Linked DNA regions of Mus musculus: all the other regions are linked to region 3. A link is a contact called in public promoter capture Hi-C data. All regions are on one chromosome and are shown on one strand. Each heading gives the region's core, a stretch centred on a gene start, on an enhancer-like site or on the middle of the called end of the contact. The rest is flanking DNA. Distances are from core to core; before and after follow the strand shown. Region 1 holds the start of Angptl8 (angiopoietin-like 8). Region 2 holds the start of Swsap1 (SWIM type zinc finger 7 associated protein 1). Region 3 holds the start of Atg4d (autophagy related 4D, cysteine peptidase).

Region 1 (2,700 bases), core at 79-2,578, 570 kb after region 3:
GAGAAGTGGCTCAGCAGTTAAGGGTACGCACTGCTCTTTGAGAGGATCCAAGTTCAGTTCACAGCACCCACTTCAGTCAGCTCCAGGGGGACCTGATGCCTCTGGCCTCTTTGGACATCTCTGTTCAACCCTGCCCCCCAACAATAAATAAATAATTAAAAACATAAGGTGGTCCCACCAGTAGCCAGGTGGCAGACTGGCCTCCCGCAGCCCACACTACCACCTTATTGGCTCCCTGGAGTTATCTATAGGGTCTGTCTTTCAGATACAAAGAGAACCGGAACCTGGTCTTGCCTCTTCTCCCCAGCTGTAAGTGCACAAGCCCCAACCCTGTAGGCCCCCTTAAGCTGTGTGATGGAGGCATCTGGCCTGCTAGCTCAGCCTCTGAAGCTCTGTACCAACAACCAGTAACAGCGAGTCTCCACACAGAACAGTGAGTGGGTCTCTGTGACAGAGTCCTGTGACTCTCGGTGTCAAGCTCATCGCGAATGACTAACTTCACGGCCATTTTCTGTGGTGCTAGCGATGGAATGCTGAGTGCCCCGAAAGCCTTCTACCTCTGAGCATCACCTCAGCTCTTGTTTTCTTGCCATAAGAGAGGATCTAGTTCTGTAGCCCAGGCTGGCCTTGAACTCATGTTCCTCCTACCGCAACCTCAGAGTGTAACGTTCTATTTGCAAGGGAAGCAAGGCTGTTCCTTTGAGTGCGCAAAGTGGATGTTCAACAAATGCTTAGTACTACTTGTGGGACGCCTAGGTAGAGAAAATGGGTTGCAGTACTTGCCCTGTGTGTTCTAGGAAGTTAAATCGAAGTTAGCACAGATCATAAACCATGCGGGGAGTCAGGCTCCATGATCTCAGAAGGAGGATGTCTGTCATGTCACTTTTTCGCCCCTCCTCCACAGCTATTGGCCACACCCAGTGACCCCTGCATTAGCTGTCTGCAGGAAGGAGACAAGGCTGGAGCCCCTGGATGGCCCTTTGGGTGGCCCAGCAATACTGGGCCTGCTGTGTTGGATGTGAAGGGAGCCACGTTCTACACTTAGATGGGAAACTGAGGCTCAAGGCAGTGATATGCTCATACAGACACTGGCGCTGAGAGCTCTGGTCTGAGCTTGCCCACTACCTCCAACCCCCACACACAGCTGGCCCTGAGTTCTAGCAGCGTGATATCAGCATGGCCTGCTTAGCCATCAGTCTGATGCAATGGCTGAGCCTCCGCCAGGCCCTTGTGCAACCATGGCCGGTTAACCATTGACCAGGGGGGTCAATGGCAGCCTATGGAAATAAAAGGCAGCCGCAGCGGCCCGGGAACCACACCCACGAAACTGTCAGCCATGGCTGTGCTTGCTCTCTGCCTCCTGTGGACCTTAGCATCAGCAGTGCGACCCGCTCCAGTGGCCCCTCTGGGTGGTCCAGAGCCAGCTCAATATGAAGAGCTGACCCTGCTCTTTCACGGGGCCCTGCAGCTAGGCCAGGCCCTCAATGGCGTGTACAGAGCCACAGAGGCTCGCCTGACAGAAGCTGGGCACAGCCTGGGCCTCTATGACAGAGCACTGGAATTCCTGGGGACAGAAGTCAGGCAGGGCCAGGATGCCACACAGGAGCTTCGCACCAGCCTGTCGGAGATTCAGGTGAGCACTGGAGCTGGGTGTTGGTGGCAGGTAAGAGTCTGAGGAAATGGTAAACCCAGAACAGAGGAAACATACCCTGATGACACACCATCCTTGAGCAGGTGGAAGAGGACGCTTTACACCTTCGAGCTGAAGCCACAGCCCGATCACTGGGGGAAGTGGCCCGGGCCCAGCAGGCTCTGCGGGACACTGTACGGAGACTACAAGTGCAGCTGAGAGGCGCCTGGCTCGGTCAAGCCCACCAAGAATTTGAGACCTTAAAGGTAAGGGACTCCCAGGTCTGAGAGGGGTATAGCCTGCTTCTCAGAAAGAGGCCACCACTGAATCCTGGGCTAGAGGACCCTCCAGTTGTATATGGGGTTCCAGCCTCAGTGACCTTCTGGAAGTGACCTTTGCAAGTAAGGGCAAGAAGCAGGCACAGCTGTGGTTCTAGAACTCCAGAGGCAGGGGCAGGAGAAATAGAAGGTTAAAGGCAGCCTTGGCTACAAAGTTAGGCCAGCTGACTACATGGTGATACCTTGTCTCAAAGAGAACAAGAGAAAGAACAATCCTAGCACTGGGAATAAAGGCAGGTGTGTGTGTGTGTGTGTGTGTGTGTGTGTGTGGGTGTGTGTGGGTGTGTGTGTGTGTGGAGTCCAAGGTGATTTCTGGCTAGGTAGACATCCGGGTTAAGCTTGGGGTACATGAAGCCCTGTCTCAAAATATGTAAATGAATGAATGAGTAAGGGACCAACAAGGTAGTTAGTTCAGCAGGTAAAGGCTGCCAAGCCCATGACCTGAGATGGATTCCCAGGACCCACGCAGTCCTGGTGCTATGTATCAAGAAACCAATCAATATTGTTTGATGTGCATCTACAAACTATACAGAGCAAGTCCCATTTTAGATATACTTTACAAACAGGGAAACTGAGGCCAGAGGGTCTTGGACATTTGCTGGGCCCCATGGATGGTAACAGAGAAACTTGCAGTGGTCAGGAGATGGGAGGTGACCCAGATCTCCCAGCTAAGGTTTATATACTACCCCACAGGCTCGAGCTGATAAGCAGAGCCACCTCTTATGGGCTCTC
Region 2 (2,700 bases), core at 151-2,650, 690 kb after region 3:
ACACGCTAGGTGGCACAGGTAATCCTGCACACGCCCACACAAAAAAAGATTTTTAAAAAATCCCAGAAATCGGGGCCAGTGAGATGGCTTAGAGGACTCTTGCCACCAGCCCTGAAGATCTGTCATCCAGGGGCTGGCGAGATGGCTCAGCGGTTAAAAAACACTGACTGCTCTTCCAGAGGTCCTGAGTTCAATTCCCAGCAACCACATGGTGGCTCACAACCATCTACAATGGAATCTGATGATCTCTTCTGTCATGTAGGTGTACATGAAGACAGAGCACTCATATACATAAAATAAATAAATAAATCTTTTTTTAAAAATCTGTCATCCAGGGGACACACATGGTGGGGTAGAAAGAACTGCATCCCATCCCAGAAGTTGTCCTCAGAGTGCATGCACTCTGTGTCAATGGGAGTATATACACACTCACACCAACTAAATAAATGTAATCACCCCTCCCCCCATGGAGGGCAGAGTGCCTGCTCAGCATGGACAAAACCCCGAATTTCACCCCCAGCCTTGTATTAACTTATCATAGTGGCACAGGCTAAAATGTCTGGGACCCTACCAAAAAATAAAATTCCCCATATTCAACTATGCAGAGACAAGCAAACAGGTCTCTGTGAACTTTGCTTCGGTGACATCAGCAATTGTTCACACCAACGCATTACAATGATCACATGGAATCACAATATTCATTTTGCAGGTGGGCAAGCTAAAAGTCTGGTTATCATCATCATTATTATTATTTTTAAAGATAGGTGCTCATGTAACTCAGGCTGGTTGCAAACCTCAATATATATCTAAGGGAACCTACTTTTTTTTTTTTTTTTTTTTGAGACGGTTTCTCTAGACTGGCCTTGATCTTAAGAGATTCACCTGCCTCTGCCACTCAAGTACTGGAATTAAAGGTGCGCGACACCACCGACCGGCTTCTACTTTTTTTAATGTTTAGATTTATTTTTACATGAGTGTGTGTATAAGCGCGGGGCCATAAATATATGGGTGCCACGTGTCCGCGGAGTCCAGAAGAGGGCGTCGGATTCCCTCACACTGTACTTGTGCATGGCTGTGAATCACCTAGTAGATGGTGGGAACTGAACCCGGGTCTTTTGGAGGAGCAGCCAGTGCTCGTAACGACTGAGCCATTCTCTACAGCTCCGACCTAGAGCCTGGGCGTCTCTTTGGAGCACGTTTGGACCCTCGACCTTCCTTTCCTTTTAATCGATCACACGGCTTCTTGCAGCAATTCCCTCAAAGTACCCACTTCCTCCACGCTCCGTGTTTTGATCATTGGCTGACAGCTCCAGCGACGAACTTAGTCTGTGAACTATAGCCAATGAGGCCTCTGTGTGGGCGGGCCCAAGATGAGATATCGCTTTTGATTGGTCAGCGGCACTCAGCAAATGGCGGAGGCGCTGAGGCGGGTGCTGAATGCCGGCTGCGCGGCAAGGCCAGGAGAGGATGGCGCTGCCGGGCCGCCATTGCTGTTGCTCGGCGCTCCGCGCTCTGCGCAGACGTCGCTGCTGTTTGCAGCCGCCCTTGAGGCGGCAGGGGAAGGCCGCGGGTCCGTCCTCTTCGTGACGCGAAGGCCCCTTCAGAGCCTGCCGCTCAGTACACCCACAGCGCGAGAGCATTGGCGGCTCCAGGTAAACGGAGGGCTGGACCTGGCAATGCGTTACCCAATGGCGGGCTAGTTCGCGCCTGAGTGACAGTTCGATAGGCAAATGGCAGCGTGAATCGTAGATTCACAACTAAATCGTCATAAAGCGTCTGTGGAAGTGGTGGGTGGAAGAGGCGGAGTAGGGTCGTGGGACGGGACAGTGCGGGTTTAGTTAAGATGAAGTGAAAGACCGTCCTGTGGTCGGGCGGCATTGGTGAGCATGGGTGACAAACCAAAACAAACCACCAAAAACAACAACAAAAAAATACGGACTGGGATTAACTGAACAGAGAATTTACCTAACATGCGCGAAGCCCTGGGTTCTTTCTATCCCTTTAACCAGACTTGATAATATATGCCTGGGATTCAGTTCTCAGAAGTGTCAGGCCATCCTTGGCTACAAAACGCGTTTGCGATCATCCTGGGTCACATGAGGCCCTGTATTAAAGAAAAAAAATGTTTTTTCCTTAAATAATCTTGAGCAGTGACAACTGCTGGAGAAGGGCAGGTGACAAGGGTGAAGTATTTGAGCTGGTGCTTCATCCTGGAACTTTATATATGGACCATGAGAGCCTAGACCGGAAAGTATAGAAGTGAGGTAGCCATAATAGGGAGTTTTGACCTCCTATATTAAGTCTAGCCTTTTCCTATCTTCTAGAAGGTTCGTTTCCAGTACCCATCCTCAATTCAAGAGCTTCTCCAGCTGCTGGCCTCTGCCCATGAGGCCCCAGCACCGACCCCATCCCTTCTACTCCTGGACGGCCTGGAAGAATATCTCGCAGAGGATCCCAGTGCCCAGGAAGCCGCCTACTTGGCTGCATTGCTTCTGGATACTGCTGCCTTCTTTAGCCACCGTCTTGGAGCCAATGGCAGTTGTGGGCTTGTTGTGGCCCTTGAAACCCAGAAAGAAGCAGAGGCCGATGCCCCACATCTGCCATTACTTAAGCGATATTTTCCTGCACAGTGCTGGTTGCAGCCAGATGCCCTAGGCTTGGGACAGCATTGCTGCCTTCGAGCCAGCCTAGAGTTGGGCA
Region 3 (2,700 bases), core at 155-2,654:
CAAAATTGGGGCCGGAGAGATGGCTCAGCAGTTAAGGGCACTGGCTGCTTTTTCAGAGGTCCTGAGGTCAATCCCCAGCAACCACATGGTGGCTCAAAACCATTTGTAATGGATTCTGATGCCCTCTTCTGGTGTGTCTGAAGACAGCGACAGCGTTCTCATAAAAATAAAATAAATAAATAAATAAAAAAGATTCACTAAAAAAAATGCCAAAATCGTTTTCCTTTTTTTTTTTTTTAATTTATTTACTTATTATATGGAAGTACATTATAGCTGTCTTCAGACACTCCAGAAGAGGGAGTCAGATCTCGTTACGGATGGTTGTGAGCCACCATGTGGTTGCTGGGATTTGAACTCTGGACCTTCGGAAGAGCAGTTGGGTGCTCTTACCCACTGAGCCATCTCACCAGCCCTCGTTTTCCTTTTATAGTCTTACAGATAACTCCCTCAAATTTTGCTCAGGAGAAAACTGAGGCACTGAGAATCATGACCAATGGGGCACCAATGGGTCAGGGATAGTCACATCCCCAGGGTGACATCTGTTCTGGGTTGATAAACTCTGTTGTGTTCACAGTCTCTTTCGTTCTCATGAAGCTCAGGCTGGTTTCAAACGCCTTGCACAACAGAGGAGGGGCCTGTGCCCCTGCCTTTGCCTCAGAGACTTGGGTTTCATGCACCACTACACTCAGTTTCTGGGTTTCAGGGAATAGAACACAGGGCCTCACGTGTGCTAGGCCCTCTACCAACTCAGCTCCATCGCCAGTGTGCTCAGTCTTTGAGTACCCCAGCACTAAAGAAGCTGACGCAGGCGGGCAGCCATGAGTTGGAGGCCAGCCTGAGCTCCAGGGTGGGTTCTCTGCCTGGGCTCTCCAATTTCACTGCAGGTCGGGGCATGTGTTCTGGGCGTGAACGGAGCTCGTGTGCCTAAGCAGGACTTGAATAGTCGGAATGTATTCTCCTTAGGAGAGTCAGGTCTAAGTGAGAGCTTGTCTCAAAACATTGGAAAGGCCCTTCAGATGGCTCAGCGGATAAAGATGCGATAAAGGTGCTGGCTGTCTAGGAACCTGAGTTGGCTCTTACGAGATCTCCACAGGCACGACAAGCCCCATGTATCGCACCCAGAACATGGGACCTTCAATGCAGTGGAATTTGAGTGGCAGGGCGGGGAAATCTGCACTTTTGAGCGAGAGAAGGTCCGGCGTCCGCAGCTTGAGATGTCATTCAGAACAAGGGTGTGCAAGGCTTGAGAAAGGGCTGTAAATGGGCGTGGCTTCTCCGGCTCTGACCCATTGGTCTGAGATAAGGGCCCCCAGGGACGCGCTTGCGCCTGCGCGGTGAGATTAGGAGGGTGTGGTGAGTCCAAGGGAGGCGGACTGTACAGGGGCGTGGCTTGCTCGCTAGCCAAGCCCACCGTATCCGGGTGCTCTGGGCCACCAAGATGGCGCTGGCTGTGGGAGCCCGGGTATCCGCTGCGGCCAGAGCCGGACCCGGGAGCCCGGCTCTGAGTATAGAGTAACACTGTGCTGGCCGCGGGGCTGCTCCCGAGCGTTCGCAGTTCCCCGGACCTCGGGGACACCTGCGTCCTTCCTCTCCGGCGGGTCCATGAACTCCGTGTCGCCGGCTGCGGCGCAGTACCGCAGCGGGAGCTCGGAGGACGCGCGCCGGGCCGATTGTCGCCGGCCGAGGGGACAAACCCGTATCCCGGATCCTAGCAACCTGGGACCTTCGGGGTCCGGAGTGGCAGCTCTCGGTTCATCTGGGACAGACCCCGCCGAGCCCGACGAGGTGGACAAGTTCAAAGCCAAGTTCCTGACAGCCTGGAACAACGTCAAGTATGGTGAGGAGGGGGTGCACTGGTCAAGGGTGTCAGAGGGGTCAGAGCAAAAGAAACCAAACCTTTACCCTGTCCTGTGGATGAGCCCATCCAGGAGGAGTCACAAGCAGGTCCTCCGCCCTTCCCAGTCCTGGACGTGGGGCAGGTTAAATGGGAAAGGTTTTCAAGCTCCGCCCATTGCACCTGTTTGACCTTGGCCAAATACCTTGCTTTCCTGCGGTCTGTTTACTGCCCTCTGTAACATAGGTGCAATAGTATGAACAGAGTTAATAGATGTTGGTTCACACCTGTAATCCCAGCACTTGGGATGCTGAGGCAGGAGGTTTACCAAGAGTTCTAGGCTATCCTGGACTATATAATAAGTTCCAGGCTGACTTGAGCTCCTCATGAGACTGGGTCTCAAAAAATCGGAAAACAGGGGGCTGGAGAGACTGCTCAGCAGCCTTGGCTGTTCCTCCAGAGGAACAATTACCAGCACCCACATGGCAATTCACAATTGTCTGTAACTCCAGTTTCATGGGATCTAACACCCTCACACAGGTATACATGCAGGCAAAACACCAGTGGATATTTTAAAAAAAAATTGGAAAAAGGCTAGTGAGATGCCGCAGTAGTTAAAGGCATTTGTCACCAAGCTTAAGGACCTCAGCTCCAGCCTGGACCCCAATGGTGGAAGGAGAGCCCCCACTCCTGTCAATGTTCTATACTCCAGACCCAAACTGTGGTGCTTGCTTGTCCACATATATACACAAGCTCACATACACAAAATAAAAATGTGCTTTATAGATTTACAGCAAAACCCAACAGTCAGAATAGAACGGCCCTGGGTTGATAGTGGGTCCTTATGAAGATGTGACTAAGTCCCA

What was found. Promoter capture Hi-C pulls out the DNA fragments that hold promoters and counts their contacts.
Region 1: a promoter capture Hi-C map of liver shows a contact between it and region 3, with 3 times the contacts expected there. The contact joins the promoter of Angptl8 here to the promoter of Atg4d in region 3. A contact is called at or near these places in 2 of 39 promoter capture datasets (both in liver), 2 of 484 Hi-C or Micro-C datasets (embryonic stem cells and liver) and 1 of 9 other capture datasets (embryonic stem cells).
Region 2: a promoter capture Hi-C map of erythroid cells shows a contact between it and region 3, with 19 times the contacts expected there. The contact joins the promoter of Swsap1 here to the promoter of Atg4d in region 3. A contact is called at or near these places in 2 of 39 promoter capture datasets (erythroid cells and liver) and 1 of 9 other capture datasets (liver).

The regions. Positions count from the first base shown.
Region 1 is chr9:21,834,182-21,836,881 of GRCm38.p6, forward strand. Angptl8 (angiopoietin-like 8) reads left to right here and starts at 1,329. Exons shown (of 4, transcript NM_001080940.1): 1 at 1,329-1,633; 2 at 1,735-1,896; 3 at 2,662-2,700. The coding sequence starts at 1,337. The region is part of intron 14 of Dock6 (dedicator of cytokinesis 6); the gene reads right to left.
Region 2 is chr9:21,954,353-21,957,052 of GRCm38.p6, forward strand. Swsap1 (SWIM type zinc finger 7 associated protein 1) reads left to right here and starts at 1,401. Exons shown (of 2, transcript NM_025870.1): 1 at 1,401-1,652; 2 at 2,325-2,700. The coding sequence starts at 1,410. It overlaps Gm45914 (predicted gene, 45914), which reads right to left and starts at 1,654. Exons shown (of 1, transcript NR_132099.1): 1 at 932-1,654.
Region 3 is chr9:21,263,881-21,266,580 of GRCm38.p6, forward strand. Atg4d (autophagy related 4D, cysteine peptidase) reads left to right here and starts at 1,405. Exons shown (of 10, transcript NM_153583.10): 1 at 1,405-1,837. The coding sequence starts at 1,603.